3 separate regions of the Mus musculus genome follow, and regions 1 and 3 are each linked to region 2. The links are chromatin contacts, called in public promoter capture Hi-C maps. All regions are on one chromosome and are shown on one strand. The core of a region is the stretch at or near the end of the contact, and the rest is flanking DNA. Distances in the headings are between cores, read along the strand shown. Region 1 overlaps Hira (histone cell cycle regulator). Region 2 holds the start of Parl (presenilin associated, rhomboid-like). Region 3 holds the start of Vps8 (VPS8 CORVET complex subunit).

Evidence for each region. Promoter capture Hi-C pulls out the DNA fragments that hold promoters and counts their contacts.
Region 1: a promoter capture Hi-C map of liver shows a contact between it and region 2, with 2.9 times the contacts expected there. The contact joins the enhancer-like site here to the promoter of Parl in region 2. A contact is called at or near these places in 9 of 39 promoter capture datasets (the C10 cell line, cranial neural crest, embryonic stem cells and 5 more), 1 of 115 datasets of contacts at active chromatin or transcription factors (embryonic stem cells) and 1 of 9 other capture datasets (embryonic stem cells).
Region 3: a promoter capture Hi-C map of liver shows a contact between it and region 2, with 2.8 times the contacts expected there. The contact joins the promoter of Vps8 here to the promoter of Parl in region 2. A contact is called at or near these places in 2 of 39 promoter capture datasets (both in liver) and 1 of 484 Hi-C or Micro-C datasets (CD4 T cells).

The regions. Positions count from the first base shown.
Region 1 is chr16:18,892,713-18,896,244 of GRCm38.p6, forward strand. Hira (histone cell cycle regulator) reads left to right here. Exons shown (of 25, transcript NM_010435.2): 2 at 2,062-2,124. Among named protein-coding and RNA genes, the nearest start is that of Hira, 18 kb to the left of the region's middle. Within about 2 kb of position 1,374, at least 16 of the 459 cell types and tissues checked have an H3K27ac peak or open chromatin away from gene starts, as enhancers often do.
Region 2 is chr16:20,300,493-20,304,009 of GRCm38.p6, forward strand. It overlaps Parl (presenilin associated, rhomboid-like), which reads right to left and starts at 1,870. Exons shown (of 10, transcript NM_001005767.4): 1 at 1,717-1,870. The coding sequence starts at 1,835.
Region 3 is chr16:21,421,124-21,424,911 of GRCm38.p6, forward strand. Vps8 (VPS8 CORVET complex subunit) reads left to right here and starts at 1,995. Exons shown (of 47, transcript NM_001285893.1): 1 at 1,995-2,102.

The sequences.
Region 1 (3,532 bases), core at 124-2,623, 1.4 Mb before region 2:
CATACATACATACACACACACAGAGAGAGAGAGAGAGAGAGAGAGAGAGAGGGAGAGAGAGAGAGAGAGAGAAAGAGAAAGGCACCAAGCAGCTGCTTATCTAGACTTGACTAGTTTGGCTCTTGATTAGCCTGGAGATCACTGAAAGGACTTGGGGATCAGGCAAAGGCTGCCGGTATAATGACAGGGTAAGTGTTAGCTATTGTTAATTTGAATACAGGAGACCATAGAACACGTAGTGATTGCTAAACTTTCCAAAGGTTTCTATCTGTATTTGGCACACCTGTTTCATGTTTCTCCTACTACCTGCCACCCAGTGACCAGTAAGAATGAAAAGATATTTCACTGTTATGCTTGATTTGATCACACAGATAAGACTCTGGAAGATGATGCCAGGGCGCATCACCAAGGACCCATATTGATTACTGCCTTTGGGTACCTGCACTGGATTTTCCACATGGTGTGGGGTCCCTGGCAGGGTTTACAGCTTCCCTCAGGTAGACACCAGGAGCTCTAATAAGTGATAAGTAATCACCTTATCACTTGTGAAATTCTAGAGCTTATGACGTTTTGTCCCTGTCTGCAACAGTAGTTGCTGATGTTTAGTTGACTGTCATACTTCTAACCTGTCACTCACAGGCTGATGATATAGTTTAAATTCAGTAGCAGTTAATATGAAACCTGCAGCTTTTGTTGCTTTGGTCTTGGAAACAGACCAGGGACATGAACAGATACCAACTAGGCCCAGGGTCCTTAGATTACCTTGCACAAACTACTCGGTGTTGGTTTCATTGCCTGACTTGGTCTGTCCTGCAAGCCAATTGCCTCAGCCAAGCCTGGATGCAGAGGGGCCCTTGGTTGTTTCTAAGAGCCTGCTTTAGCTGTTTACCCTTAGGAACTGATTATTGAATGTAGTTGAGTATATGCTTAAACAGAGGTCCAGGCAGGGGATGCTGAGAGAGTAGACTTTCTATACTACTCCAGGGGAGATGTGAACCAATGGCCAACCAAAGGATATCATCAAAGTCCAACCTGGTGAGCCCTTTTTTTTTTTTTTTTTTTTGATTACTTGCAGGAGTATGCATGAGGGGTTACATACAGGAGTATGTAACTCAAAGACAGCTGCATCTCCGAAAGCCCACCCTAGCATGGGTGACAGCTCCTGAAAGCTGGAACTTGAAGTGTACCACACAGCCTGCATGCAGCTTGATAGACTAGAGAGTATCTCTTCCAGCATGCTCAGTTGGTCTAGCCTTTTCTAGGCAACTCAGCTGCTCTGAAAGTCTCTCAGTAGGCTTTACTGCTTAGACACTCTTGGAGAGGAAGGGAACGAGTATGTCCTGTGACTAAGTAAGGTTAAGTCGGTTTCAGGTTTCTTGAGGTTTTTGTTGTTTACTTTCTAGTTTTAAGGAGCTTCAGTGAGTATGGAATGTTTTACCTCCCTTCAGAACATTATGAGTGTTCCAAGCTTCCCTCCAAGATTGAGTGCTTTATCTTGGAATTGCTACACACCATGTGTGTAACTATAGACTTTCAGGACCGTTGTCAGGAACTAAAATCTTAACAAGAGAAGGGAGGGCCCTTGGCTATAATACATCATTAGACCTGCTTATGACAGCCAGCCAGTCAGAAAAGGATGGAGAGTCCTTCTTCCCAAGCTGTCAGCCAAGTGAGACTCACACTGAGGGAGATGTCATCAGGTAGAGATATGGTCCTTTCACAGGAGCTTGTGACTTGAGCTTTTATTACAGTTTATTGCCTTTATATATTCAGGTCCCCAGGAAGTACCCAGCAATGCTGTAGTCTCTTGCTTTCAGTGATGACATACTTAGTCTCTGTTGGGTTTTCAGCTATTTAATGTTGCTTGGAGAGTCTAACAGTTTTGACTAACTAAAGCTGTTAGATCTCCCCATTCTTACAGGTAATTTCATCTGCAGCCTGCTGCTTTGTCCTTGATGTAAATTTAGAGATGTTATTTGAGTAATCAATATTTTAAAAATAAAAGTTTATTGTTTTCTAGTGAATAAAAGCCAAGCTTGATATGTTTTTCTTTGTTTCCAGGGAAGCCAATTTTTTCAGTTGATATTCACCCTGATGGGACCAAGTTTGCAACTGGAGGACAAGGTATGTTTGTAGAGTGAATACCACTTCCCTGTTGCCGTACTCTGCTTCTTTTGGATCCATGGTTAGCTGTAATGAGACAACTTGTTGCTTTGTAATATGACTGTGACTCAGTTTAAAGTGCACAGTTTGAACAGGTTAGTTAAATCACAACCTTTTTTTTTTTGAGCTGGATATGGTTGCATAGGCCTGTGATCTCAGCACTTGGAAGACAGGTAGATAGAAATTCTAGGTAGCCTAGATTACAAAGTGAAGTCCGACTTGAAGATGAACATTTTTTGGGGTCTGTAGGGTGATCTTAGAAATATTGTGCAGCTGACTTATCATTCTAATTAAAGCTTTTTATTAAGCTAAAGCTAGAATGAAATTGGTGCACCCCTGGTATTAGATATAAATCAGCAGGAGGGTGTCCTCCCCCCCCCCAAAGTCCAGTTACAGAGAGGCAAGGATTCTGTCAGTGTTTTCATTTGAATGCATGACTACACTGTGATTTTTCTGGACAAAGGAATTTGACTGTGTTAATGAGAAAATAAGAATGTCTAGAGCATTTGAAAATAGCATCCATAGTATCAGTGTGTTCCATTCAGCATCTACTGTGGTATTGAGATAACATAGCTCTGTTTGGAAAGACGTAAAACAACTTCCTTTTTTTTTTTTAAATGCCAGAAAACAAAGTTTTTATTTATAGTGATAAGAAGTAGCATTTGCTCAAGGCCACGCCCCCACCTTCCAGGTGCTACAGGGGGCGGGGCTCACAGTAGGCAATTTGCACAGAGGCAGGAGTGAAGGCAGTTGTGGTTGAAAAAGTTTTTCCCCCTGGTCTAAGAGGGATAATTAGGAAATATTTTTACATATCGGCTGAAGAAGAGGTTTAAATCATTTTGTCATTACTTTGGAACATCCATTTCAGACATTCATTTTTTTTTCATGACTTGTGTTAACTATAGTGATGGAAAGCAAGCAAACAAACAAAAATAATTAGTATAATGTATAGATAGACTTTTCAGTACAGCTGGCATCAATTTATGACCCTCCTAAATTCCCTCTTTTGGTTGATCTCCATCTATAGGTGACTGCAAAGGGCAGATAAGAAGGTAATGAGCCCTTTTTCCTGTGTTCAGGGCACATTTCAAATTTGGGTCTCAAAGCGTCCAGTCAATTCTGGAAACAGCCATCGGATCCAGGCAGCACCTTGAAGGGGAGGGAAACCCTGGTAGGGACTGCACTTTTCTCCTTTTCCTCAGTGCACATGCAGACCTGAAGGGGCCTGACAGTGACTTTCCTTCCTCTTTGTTTTGTAGATGAGGAGTCTGTGTGTTCTGGATAGGAATGAGGACCTCAGAGGCCAGACAGGCTCTCTCTCTTCCTAATTTGTAGTTCAGTCAGTATTCTTTTTATAAAGACAGGCTGG
Region 2 (3,517 bases), core at 620-3,119:
TCATCAGAATGCATTCATTATACAGAACTAAACTTGTAACCCAGTACTATTGATTTCTCTTGCTAGACAAGAATCCTGAAGGACAGGAGTGCAGCAACCTAAACTTAACCATATCATAAAATCTTATAACTCCTGTAAAGGGAGAACCGTGTGTGGGCTGGCAGGTGCCTGAGGACCTTGTGTTTGTATCACCTTTGCCTTTGTATCACCACATAAAGTGTTTATAAAATGCAAACGTTGGGACCTCTTTAGAGCCACAAGGCCTGGCTCATTCTTCATGCTAATTTAGAACCACAGTGGCTCAAAACAGACTAGTGATTACAAAGCGAGCAACTCCCATTCCCTATTAAGTTCATACATGTGGAGACAAGAGCAAAGCCACTTCAGGTTCACCCACATTCTCATCTAATGCATTCTCCCATAACCACAAGATTAAGAATGTCAGTTTCCAAGTTTCCATATAAATTTTAATACCACATGTACTGAGGGGAGGGTTAGACAGGACCTCAAGTAATCCATGGTGGCCTGACAGTCTGGCTCCTACTCCTAATCCACCTCCCAAGTGCCGGGATTACTAGCCTGAGCCACCATGATAGGTAGGCTAAACTCTTTTGACAAGTTTTGTGGTGTTACTAGAGACAAGCACCCTACCAATGAGGTTCCTCAGAGATGAAGTGTCCACTTCTTTTGCTGCCTTTTCCCGAAACTATCACAGCAAATCAACAGGATCACAGAAATCTTGTTACCTCCAAGGCACCTCCCCAGTTCCACCTGTTTAAGACTTTTTTCTTCCTTTCTTTTTTCCAGTCTTCTGCTGCCCAGCCTAGCCTTGAACGCCTAACCCTGCTTACAAGCAAGTCTGACCACACCAAGCTGTTTAAAAGCAATGCCTGATTTTAAACGTTAGCCAGTAAGCTACACCATATGCAACTTTTCCACAGATGTTAATAAGCTTCACTTGAGGAGCAGGTTCTTCCGCTTTCGCCACTTTCCAAGATTCTGATTTTGGGTGGCACCTGGGAAATGAATCTACATATAGTCCAGGTGCTGTTTATTTATTTATAATTCAGCCTTTCCCAGCTTGGCTCCAACTCGCCATCCTCCTGATTCAGACTACTGAGAGTTGAGATTACAGACCTGTGCCCACCTCGGGTGAATTTTAAGATCAGGTGGTGCCTTCGCCAGGCTCAATCTCATCTCTGGCTAGCTCACACGTTTATAAAGACCTCAGGCCCCTTGGTGTGTATGGTACCATCAATTAGGTAGAAGTTGCAAAGTTGACATCTTCGGACTAAGTTTCAACGTCAGTATTAATTCAACTGCTATGGAATTTCTCTTCTATTACACTTCATGTAAGATCCGGCCGGCCGGAAAGGCCACGTGCTTCCTACAGCAGTACAGCCCTTTCAAGAATATGAGCCGGACATGCAATTAACGCTCAGAAGTTCCCCTTTCCATCACATCCCTCGGAACTACTAGGAAAGACCGCGGGTCCGGAGAACCGGGCCGGGCTCGGCCAGACACCTCTCGCGGCTCGGCACCCAGAAGCCAGTAGGGAAAGGAGGACCAAGGAAAAGCTAGGCAGGGAGGAGTCAGCTTTAGCAAAGACCTCGTAAACAATGGAAAGCGGGAGCCCCACACGGCTACCTATCCCCCGAGGATGCGCGCAACCCCAGCTCATGGGAAGCCGGGGGAGCTGGAAGCGGCGGCCATTACCTGCGTCCAAGCAGCCGCGGGGCCTGGGTCGCAGAGAGCTCCCGGTAGCCGCCACCCAAGGGAGGCGCCCACGCCGGACCGCAGCGCCAGCCTCGCTGTACCCAACCTTGCAACGCCATCTTCCCAACCTCTGCCCCACCATGGCCCGACCTCTCTAACCCCGGCCTAGAAATCACTTCCGGGGCGAAGAAAAAAAAAAAAAAAAAAAAGCCACACAGCGCGGAGGAGTGGTCTAGAGCGCCACCTGGAGGCCGTTCAGTTCCGGTCTTCCTCTTCTCAGACCAGCGCCACCTTGGAAGTTTCTGGTGAGAGTGACTGGGGAAAACTTGAGGCTTTGAGTAACGCTGTGTTATCAGACACCCTCAGGTTATCACATTTAACCACAAGACACCGTTTCACTGTGCTTTATAGTCTCAGAAAAGGGAAATGGCCCTGTACAGTGGCAACCTTAACTCGCCAGGCTTGGACATCTGTCTGATTGTGAAAAGCAGAAAACGATTTATTAAATGGGACCACACTGAGAGGATGAAATTCAATGACTCCCCACGTTCATCTTCCAGGTCTAACATAAAGATAAGGTTTAAATGGAAGGCAAGAAGTGTGCAGTATAAGGAAATTGTGTCCCCTCACCAATCACCCTTCACCCGTCACCCCCGACCCCTGATCCAGCCTCCTTCTCCAAGCCTGCCCCCTTGACAAGTTGCAAATCCTTCTGTAGTTACTGGCTGCCCCCAGAAACTCAGGCTTTTTCCTTCCAGCATGAGATTTCTGGGGTGGTTCCATTACTGAAGTTTGATAGCCAAAGACAGAGCCCCAAGTGTTTCAGTTGAAGAAGCAAGGGAAGGGAGAGGGTCTCCTACACCTGAGTCTGGTTGATCTCTAGACAACTGAGAGTCAAGTATCCCAGCACAATTAACATTTGCTTTGAGAACAATGTTCCCTTTCTACAGGAATGTTTCAAATAAGAATGTTACAGTAGCAGGGAATCATGTGTAATGCCTAAGCATGGCATGTTTCCTTTCCTAACTATAAATCCGCAATTTTCTAGAACTCACAACAAACCTCACTTATAGTAAAAGAGACTTTTTAACTCCCTCTGCAATTTTATGGCCCTTGGTTTATATTATTAGATTGGAGTCTATCAGAAGCACCTCCAGGACTACTCTGTCATCTCATTTATTTCAAGAGGGAAAAGGAGAATGGGTGGGGGTGGGGGTCCCTTAGAAACTCTTCTGTTACTGGTGGTAAAGGTCTGGGCTGAGTGTTTCCAGGCTTCGAGAATGAAGAACATGGGGAGCGACCCTTATTCAGAAAGAGTCAGAACACACTGCATAACTGTGGGTAGCAGCACCAGTGGAGATGCTTAAGGGACCCCAGTCATTGTTTGTAGCTTCTAGATATGGGATGCAGAGGAGTTTGGTTGTTAAGGGATACCCACTTTGTGTGACTCTATGTTTTCATTCACAGATTAAATACACAATTGTTTCTTATTGTCCATGTTTTCAAAGTCAGTGTAGGCCAAATGGGCCAACATAAAGATGGATGGACTGAGCCAACTGAAACCAGAACCAGTGTGGGCCAGCCTGTGTCCGTCATATATATCTCCACCCCTCTTCTCACTCCCCAGACATCACAGGCTGGCCGCCTGACTCTCAGGGTCTGTGCAGAGTCTGCAGAATTTGGCTTGTTTTAGGCTATTTGCTGCATTGCTTTACCTCCCTCCCTCCACTCTACCTTTAGCCACGACTTCACTACCCACCTTGTCCCTGTTGCCCTCCTATTTAATTTCCCTCCTTTAGTT
Region 3 (3,788 bases), core at 745-3,244, 1.1 Mb after region 2:
GTGCCACCACTGTTCTGCTGGATAAAATAAAATTTACGACATCTTTAAGAAGTCATTCCGGGTGGTGGCGCACGCCTTTAATCTTAGCACTTGGGAGGCAGAGCCAGGCAGATTTCTGAGTTCCAGGCCAGCCTGGTCTACAGAGTGAGTTCCAGGACAGCCAGAGATATGCAGAGAAACCCTGTCTCGAAAAACTAAAAAGAAAAGAAGTCATGAATCTGGGAAAGGGACTGGTGGGAGTAGTTAGAAAATACATTAAGTAAAAAGTAAAGGTTTTACTGTTATCTCTCTTCCAAATCAAACCAAGAATGATACAATGTAACTATTAAAAAATTAATTTGAGTAGGCCAAAAAGAGGGCTATGGGTATGGGTTTTTATTTTAAAACATTTCCTGAGTTTTCCAAGCTTTCTATAACAAGCATACACTATTTCTATTTTTAGTTAAGTAGCACTGTTCAGGCAAGCCTGTGGCCTGCTCCGTGTTGTCAACAAGGGATATGAGAGGCGGTCACGGGAAGGGATTTCTCAGGTATCTCGAGTTGAAATCTGCTCTTCTACAACATCCACCCACAAGACTTGGCTTTGCTTTCTGAAGTTCTCTAGAATAAGTGTGTGACGACTGTAAAACATTTTGAAAATGTCAATTAACAATCTTCCCATTTTTCATGTCCTATAGCCCCATTCCCCAATGTGTCAGCTGAATTCCGTTCTTCCCAGAACTTTAACAATTCTCTGTCACTCAGGGCTCAGGGTTCTGGTGTCACCATTCTGTCTAACCTACTTTAGACGGGTCTCTCTCTCTCTCTCTCTCTCTCTCTCTCTCTCTCTCTCTCTCTCTCTCTCTTTCTCTGTGTGTGTGTGTCTCATACACACACACTCACACACACAGAGTCATGGCTGAAATGTGTTTCTGTGAGTGATTATTAAAGATGTTTGGAAGCCACTGCCTGTACCCTAGCCACATCAGGCTAGCAACTTGTCCCTAAACTCACCTTGGCTTGTAACTAATCCCACTGTTCCCTCAGTTAGGCAGTCTCTCTGGCTCCTGCCTACAGAAGTCTCCTCACTCCCTGCTCCCCCCCCTTTTTTTTAGCTAAGGTGTTGATTATTTTCCTTCATCCGTGACCCTAAAAATGACAGCCCTATAGTTTCTTTATGTCACTGTGATCAGCTGGCCTTTACTGACAGTCCTAATGTACTTACAGGACAGACCTACAGTGAGCCTGGTTGATACTCAATGTAACTCCTCCTGAGGTATCTTCCCACACTCTCCCTCCTCATTTCTCCCTCACAGACAAGTCCAACAACTATGTTATCTGCCTCCTTGGGTTAATGATACCATATAGTGGCAATTGTAAACGCCAAACTATCCTGAAATAGCTTTTTCCAGTAGCATATTAGGGAAAAAAAAGATGCCTTCTCTATTTAATAATGTGACCCACTCTATTATTTTTTGATGGAACAATGACAACTAAAAATGATAATTTGGAAAAGAAGTTTTCAGTATCCATCCTTATTTGCAAAAACAATGTTTCCCCTTCCCCCCAAAATTACCCACCAAAACCCAGCAATTCTGTGTTCACCTTTCAAAAGAAAACGAATTAGTGGACACTACCAAATCCAACGAAACGAATTCCATATCCACTCCTAACCCTGCACTGTGTATCCATCCATCCATTTATCTATTTGTCGAATCTGAGACAGGTCTGTGTCGGTATCCCAGACTAGTTTGAACTCAATATGCTCCTTCTGCCTCAGGCTCCTGCGCGCCTGATGGCTGGACGATCCTTGACACCTCGTTTTGGGGTGAGTTTATGGAAGTTCAGGTGAGCTGATTGAAAGGGACGTTCCTTTTAATCTGAGGACCTCTATTTGCTAGACTCCTCCGGCTCAGATGCCAGGGCTCCTTGAGCGTCCCTGGAGGCCGGACAGAGTCTCCCTTTAAGGAGGGCGTGACGCAGAGGCTCGCACCGCCCAGTGCAGGGCGTCTCTGGGGAAGAGAGCGGAAGCGCGCCCGCCAGCTGCCGAGACTGCGCGTGCGTGGGCTGGCCTCCGCGGGGTCACGTGTGCTGGGGTCCCGTCAAGGCAGACGCCGGCTCAGGTAACACGTATTCCGAACGGGTGGGGCGGGGCGGCGGGTGCGGGCCGGCGCGGCAGGGGTGCGCAGACGGAGCTGCGCCCCAGTGGCTCCCGCAGACCCTGTGGCCACCGCGGGCTGGCTCAGGAGTCTGACTTCGCACTAGGTTAGCAGTTTCCACCCGGGTCCGGCCGCCTGCGGGGATACCGGACTGGCGCGCTCACGCCCGGACTGCGGCCGGGAGGTGGGTGCTGTCCCTCCCACGCCCGCCGCACGGCGTGGAGGTTCTCACCCGGTCCGACTGACGTGCAGCCCGTGCTGCCGCTTCCTCCTCGCCTCCTGCCAGGTGTGCCCCAATCCGAGGGCCGCAAGGTGGGGGGCACCCCTGTGCCTTGGCTTGTTGTCTAGGTGTGGCACTCGGGGGACAGAGGCACGCGGCAATCCAGAGTTTGGGTGTACTAAGTGGACATGTTTCAATGGAAGGATTGTACTGGCTTATCCGGAGTAGCTGCTGGAGCCTTCTCATAAGTAGGCGGGGCTCTATTTGCCAGAATGCTTGTTACTGTACTGCCCACTCTACTGGACACCCCACCCCCTAACCCCCCCCAAAAAGCCCAAGTAACGTAAGCACAGATGTTGGCTAGTGCCGCTAACTCTGTTCCAGGTGTCTCTGTTTGGGAGAAAATTGCACATCGTTGTGTGTGGGTTTATGTTACACTTCTGTGTTTGAAGTGCTTCCAATATAGATTGAGGATGGGGGAACCCACATGTGTTTAAGTCATGGGTTTGCTCACGTTGACATCTAAGCAGAAAAGTATTGACTCCTCTAGCACTAGCTGACCTGGTCTGTAGAATACACAATAAAGATAAATGGAGCAGTTTTGTTTGAACTGTTGAGCCTTGTATGCGGGAAGTGACTGAGTTATGTGAGAAAATTCTTTACAGACCTCTAACAGAATAAGGTGCTGATTTTTTTTTCTTTATATGTTTCTTTTGTAATTGGACTGTTGGCAGTCGTTGAGTGCATTCTGTCTTCCAGAATTTGGGGGTTTCTTAGTGACTCTTAGTGTTATCCCCACTAGTCCATAAACATTTTAGCCATTGGGATAGGAGAAGTAAGGCCCTAGAGCTGGAGTTACGAGCTGTTGTGAGCTACCCCGTGTTGGTGCTGGGAACCAAACTCTGGCCCTATATAAGAGCAGTATACCTTTTTAATCGCTGAGCCATCTCTCCCACCCCTCTATTTTGAGACAGGACCTATTGCTCAAGGCACAGCCTGCTGATTCAGCTAGATGAGCTAATAAGCCTTCGGGGCCATGTCTCCATCTCTCCCTCCTTTCCAGGTTTACAGGCTCTTACCACCATGCTCAGCTTTGTAAGTGTAGGCTTTGGGGTATCAAACTCAGGTTCTCATATTTGTGCCTCAAACACTTTACTGACTAAGCCTTGAGAGGCACACATGTGGCAGTAAGAGCACAACTTTGTGAAGTCCTCTTCTTTTTGTCCCTAGGGCCAGGAGTCTGCTTATCTCCACCTCCCTAGTGCTGGGATTACAAAAGTGGGCCGCAATTGGCCTGGCTTTTTTTGTGTGTTCTGGGGACTTAATGACAGATGCCATCAAATCACTATACTTTTGTGCTTGCAGGGCTGACAGTGTGCTGACTGAACTGTCTTCTCAATTCAGTAAGGCCTTTTTTCCCCTCCTCGAGA